2 separate regions of the Mus musculus genome follow, and region 1 is linked to region 2. The links are chromatin contacts, called in public HiCAR-type maps. All regions are on one chromosome and are shown on one strand. Each heading gives the region's core, a stretch centred on a gene start, on an enhancer-like site or on the middle of the called end of the contact. The rest is flanking DNA. Distances are from core to core; before and after follow the strand shown. Region 1 has its middle 95 kb from the start of Gm12707. Region 2 overlaps Junos (a long non-coding RNA gene).

What was found. HiCAR-type assays count read pairs that join an accessible place to other places.
Region 1: a HiCAR-type map of fibro-adipogenic progenitors shows a contact between it and region 2, with 4 times the contacts expected there. The contact joins two enhancer-like sites. A contact is called at or near these places in 1 of 484 Hi-C or Micro-C datasets (B cells) and 3 of 115 datasets of contacts at active chromatin or transcription factors (bone marrow-derived macrophages, fibro-adipogenic progenitors and regulatory T cells).

Annotation. Positions count from the first base shown.
Region 1 is chr4:95,388,729-95,391,564 of GRCm38.p6, reverse strand. No RefSeq gene overlaps it. Among named protein-coding and RNA genes, the nearest start is that of Gm12707, 95 kb to the left of the region's middle. Within about 2 kb of position 1,569, at least 47 of the 459 cell types and tissues checked have an H3K27ac peak or open chromatin away from gene starts, as enhancers often do. A contact at or near this core is called in bone marrow-derived macrophages and fibro-adipogenic progenitors, where this site is marked.
Region 2 is chr4:95,081,202-95,083,970 of GRCm38.p6, reverse strand. The region is part of intron 1 of Junos (a long non-coding RNA gene); the gene reads right to left. Among named protein-coding and RNA genes, the nearest start is that of Junos, 30 kb to the right of the region's middle. Within about 2 kb of position 1,375, at least 142 of the 459 cell types and tissues checked have an H3K27ac peak or open chromatin away from gene starts, as enhancers often do. A contact at or near this core is called in bone marrow-derived macrophages and fibro-adipogenic progenitors, where this site is marked.

The sequences.
Region 1 (2,836 bases), core at 320-2,819, 310 kb before region 2:
GGCTTGCTCATGACACCAGAAAGTTTTATGAATATCCCAGAAAGCACAAATTGCTCTGCAAGTCTTTAGACTGCAGGATGAAGCTGTCACAAAGTGGTCAATGCCAGTGCTCTCTCTGACTCTAAAGCCACAGAACTGCTTAAAGAAAAGTCTAGGAGCAGCAAGTGGCAAAGCTTCCCCCTAGGCTCACAGATCTACTCAAGAAATGAAGACCAAGCCAAGAACTCAGCTCACTGGAGCTAACACCAGCAGTGAACATAAGGCTTAAAGTGAGCAAAGCCTCCAGAACCCTTGTCTTTGCTGATAACTGCTTATAACATGATCTGGTTATTTTTCTCCCCAAACTGGCATACTCCTTTTAATTCCTTCCTGCAGTGTGAATATAGACAGAAAGGTCTGACTACTTTAAATTCACCCTCTAGTTACCAGTCTTTCAGAGGCATGGTTGTCCATCTAAACTTCCTTGTGGTTTCATAAATATAAATGTGCTCTGTAGGCTTCTGTTCAATTGTGAGTTTCCCCAAGTATGGAAGATATGCTAGTTTCCAGCAAACATGGAAGTGGTCCCTTAAAACTCTTAGGTACAGTAGTTACTTACTATTGGTTTAATACAGCTTGCCTCTTAATGTAAACATTCAAACCTTAACACAGTCCTCTGTAAAGGTTGAAGGCTACCCTCATCTTGCAAATGGAAATATACTGAGACATGGCCAGCACAACTGTAGACTATGAATCAAGAAGCCCAAGGTCAAAATGACTGTGTCTCACTGTTCTATTTCAGCAAACACTTTCTGTGTGTCAGGACTAGGCTCTGGGGATGACAGTGAACTCAAGCCCACCCCATAGAGCTAGCATTTCACTTCCCATTTTTTTCATGAGGGTTTGTGGTACTTCCCTTATCCACTGTCTTTTAAAGTGTTCCCACTAAATTGGCTTTAAAACAATACTATGAGGGACAACATAATGATTTACAAATTTATATCCCAGTCTGTTCCATGAGTCACATTTCACAGAACATCAATTAGAAAGCTCAGAGGTATGAAATTTCATTCACGTTCTTGGTTTCTATGGCTAAATCACGTCCAGAAAGGGTGTGAAAATTCACATTCCCATGGGTTCCAGGAAATATCCATTTTACCACCTTCACCCAAACCAAATTCTTCTCATGTAATCCTTACCTACTGAATAGTTGTCGAGTTCATAGACTGGTAGTAACGCTAACTTTATTTCATTTAGATAAAACGAGTTACAATGATTTAACATAGAATAGCTGCTTTTATATGCCATGCATCTCTTTAGACTCATAAAGAAATCAAGACCTCTTTCTAAGTGCCTAGGAATAGCCCTATTAAGGTGTCCATGTTTATCTGAAAAGCACAACTGATGTTAATGCTGCGCACTGATGTCAGTGTCCTTCCTCAGGGAGGACCCTCAGCATCCTTAGCCCTGTACAAAACATCGCCATGCTGGAACAGCATTAGCGCTGGTTCACAGTGGACTCATTTGTGTGCAACCTCTCTTACTCTCCCTTCTTAGGATACACAGAGAACATTTGCTGTGCCTCTGTCAAGATAATTATTGCTAGATCTCAAGCAGCCCAGATATCCAGAAATGAGCTCAAGCTGGACTGTTGGAGGATTCCTGGTGGTTAAATAAAAGCCAACATTCCTCAGAAACTTGTGAAACCAGTTCCCGGCTGCCAAAAGGAAACATTCCCCTCCTGGCAACTATTAGCATATCAAAGCTCATGCTGGCCCCCAGGCTCCCTCAGTATCAGAACCTGTTAGAGATTTCATGGTCCACACTAGCATCCTGCCCACCCCTCCCTACAGCTACTTATCCATGATTAGCCCACACCACTCTATCTCTATGCTCCCTTGCTCGATCACTCTTGCCACTCTCTACCCACAGTCTTCTTTCCTCTTGCTCTCTAGATGTGCACTTTTCTCTCTCTTACTACCTTGCTATCTCCACTATTCTCACCTGCCTCTTCACCCCCACCCCCCAACTTTCCTATATCTGATCAAGAACAGTCTCTCTCTCTCTGCTCTGAACTTTTCCAGATACCTCTGGATATTTTCTCTCCCCTACCCACAACAAAAACCTTTTCCTCAATGGGGTGGCCAGGTAGGCAGTTTCTTTAGTGTGCCCCCTTGAGTACATCTGGTGCTGAAATCTACGAGGGAGACAAATGGACCCCTTTTCCAAAGGCCCTAGCTTCTCTTAACTGAACCAAGCTGCTGAGTTGATTCTCTTAGGGTATGGATCGTTTATCTCTTCTGGTTTCTACCCTCCATATTTGACCCTAAATTCTAGAGTTCACTTTTTCAGCCACTTCTTGTACACCTGCTCTAACCACTCAGATGTCTTCTCCTATTCACTGTGTCTTTTCAGCCTGTCTGCCTCCTGGTGCTTCCTACACTGTCCTGGTCACCTATCATGTGTAAAGAGTCTGTCTCTTGTTGACTTGCTGGATTTTGCTGTGTGCTTCTGTACTGTGATTCAGGCTATGTCTCTGCTGAGGCCCTTTCCCCTCTCCCTTTGTTGGAATCCTTCTGATGGAGAGTCTGTTTGTTTGCAACCCTTTTCCCAAGCCTCTCTCACCTCCCCTTCCCTCTGCTCCTCAAGGATGTCTTCTTTCCTGCTTGCTCTGTCTCTTCACTCCTAGAATTTACTTTCCTTTCTTGCTTGCTTTGTGGAGCCCAAATGCCTCTTACTAGACCACTCACTGGCATTCTCTAATCTTTTTCCTCTTTGGCTGCACACTTCATTAAAGCCTTGCCGTCTTCCTGCAAACATCTTGGCCTCAGTTCAGCTCAATGGTCAAAAACAGGGC
Region 2 (2,769 bases), core at 126-2,625:
CCACCAAACAGCTGGAAAACAAGTGCCAACCCAGGAGCCAAGAAGGGGCACAGCTCTTTAAATCACAGTAGCGGCAATGGCCATGGACTCCAAGAGGATGCTCACAACAGTCTGTACATGCTCACTGATGCCCACAACAAACCTGCGAAGAAGACAAGCAGACACTTTTAACTTTGTTTGTTTGTTTGTCTGTTTGTTTGTTTGTTTGTTTTGTTTGTTTGTTTTTGAAAAATAGGTATTTAGGATTCAAAAAGATCAATCCTTCTGAGGTCATAAAGGTAGTAGACAGTTGAAGTAGAAGCAAGCCAAGATCTTTGCTCTGTCCTGACCCTCTATTCTTTAGACTACAGTGACTCCAAGCTGATTTTGGAATCCTAGACATAAGTCACTGCGCTGCTCACCAGCTTGAACGACCAGCTTGCCACCCTGGGAATTTCCTCCGGGTAAACACGTGCTTGGAGACACTAGAGAGTAAACACACAATCCCTGCCCTCATGAGGCCCACAGACTTGTCATGCAATGCACAAGACAAATCCTGTCTGCCATGAGCACTACATCAGAATTAAAGTAATTAATAGGGACATTAAGCACCCTTCATTGAGCATGTACTATGCATCAGGTTCTGTCCTGAACACTTTGCTAGGCAGTGAGTAGCATGAAACACCACCTGCTTAGCTCACAGCCAGAGTTTAAGGACTGGCAGTCATTTTGACGATAGTTTTAAAAATAAAACCAGGGGTTCTTACCTACAGAACAAGGAAAGAACATTTTACATTGAAACAACGTGGAATAATATTTTGGAGAAGCAACTAATCCCCTGAGAAGTGAGACTAGTGGGGGAGGGGTTGATGAAGCAAGTAATCACTACAATGGGGACATCCCTACCATCTCGGGAAGCACTTGAGAAGACCTGGGTATGAGCAGCACTAGGGGAAGGAGAGGAGACATTATTTTAGGACAGGCAGAGACTGGCTACAAAGGGATGGCCTACAGCTGGAAAGCCCAGAGAGGCTAAGCTCTCCCCAGGCTTGACCTGGCTCCAAGGGGAGGCACAGATGGCCAAGGCTATTTGTTTGTACATTACATTTTTCCTGAACAGATTCCAAATCCTAGTTTCCAAAGAAAGGAGAAAACAGACTTATTGGGCCAAAGGCTTTCCCTGAGAAATGTCCTTGTGGCTATGTGCCAGCATAGGATTCCCCCCACAGCCCAGAGCAGCAGACGGCAGGCTGGAGCCTTCCCCAAACCTTTCAATAAGGCAGGGATTAGAAGTTATTCCCTGGGAGATTTTCAAGAGTCATGTGCCCAGCAGCTCTGCCCTAGTATTTAGGCCCACCCAACTTTGGCATGTATCCTGGTGACGTTTCAGTCCCTCCCAGGCCCGCCCTCCCCTTTCCTGTTTGGCATGGCCCAATGCTTCCTGCCAGGCCATACCTCCTCTGAGTGTTCCCTGAGAGTGGTGTTCCCAACCTCTGACCCCCAAAGCTCAGTAGGTTGTAACTATGACTTCAGTGCTGGACAGAGCCATGGACATGATTTTGCTAGTAGCCATTCTACCGCCCTGTTATGGTGTTGCCCACTACACAGGCTCATGCCCCAGCACTCCCTGCACACCCCCTGTCTATCATAAACCAAGGACAAGCAGGGAGGAACAGCCCTGGGTGTTAATGGTAAAAGGAGCTAGGGGCATCTTTTGCTGCAAACTTTGAAAAATACAATTCAGTGGGTCAGTCTGTTTTTAAATCACACTCAGGGAACTCTGCAGTGCCGCAGAAAGTGGGGTTGGGGGAAAAAGACATTTTTTTTCCTGACATTTTGTTAGGAAAGAACAAGGGTATCTAAGTCGGATGCTTCTGCTCAATTCCTTGATCTTCTTATTATGACACCCCCCCCCTCGTGCAACGCTGAAAGGCTAACCTCTCAGACTATCACACACTCAGGTGTCTGTGGTAAGGCCTCAGCAGGAGAGCACACATTTGGCCTGAGGTGACATGCGAGTTCAACGCTGTCCATTACCTCTCAGGCCGCCCCTTCCTTCCCTGAAATCTGAAGGCAGCCGTGCTGGAGCTCTGGTCTGTTTTACTTCACAGGCTGTTTGTCACATGTGAAGCTGAGTCACCCTGAGTTCCTGCAGCCTCGAGGCCGTGCTCTCCTGAAAAGGATGTGTAGCTGCGCCAGTCCCAGGTTCTGGGTGGACATGCCGTTCTGGGAACCCTGCAAAAGCTGACTGGAGATGTGAGATTGCTCACACAGGCCTGGGCTTCTGTGGCCCTGAGTGCTTTCTTGTGCTAGGGCATTTCTAGTGAGAATGCAGACATATGAGCCTACAGGCCATGGGGAGGAGTGGAAGTACTGCTGAGAAACAGCATGTGTGGCACTCAGCACCCCGGTAGGCACCCAGGGGGACCCCAGTGGTGGTCTAGGGGAGGAGAAATGGACTAATGACCATGAGACAAGGAAGAAGAGAGAACTGTCATAGCCTTCTCTTAGCACTCTGTAAGACAGCTCTCCGCCCTGCTCCTGTTTGGAGAGGCAGGCTTACCTCCACTTCCAGATGAGAAGTGGATGCCTTAGTGAAGTGGTTAGCTGGGGTCACACTAGGTAGCTGTGGTCCCATGTGGCTTTGTCGCCTGCACTCATGTGGCTCACATAACAAACTGGTGCAAGTGTACAGTGTCCCAGTAGCTGGAACACAACCCAAGGAGGAAGGTTGGACAGGTGTGAGCCTCTGCTTCACAGACAAAGAAGCAGAATTCAGAGAGGATGAGG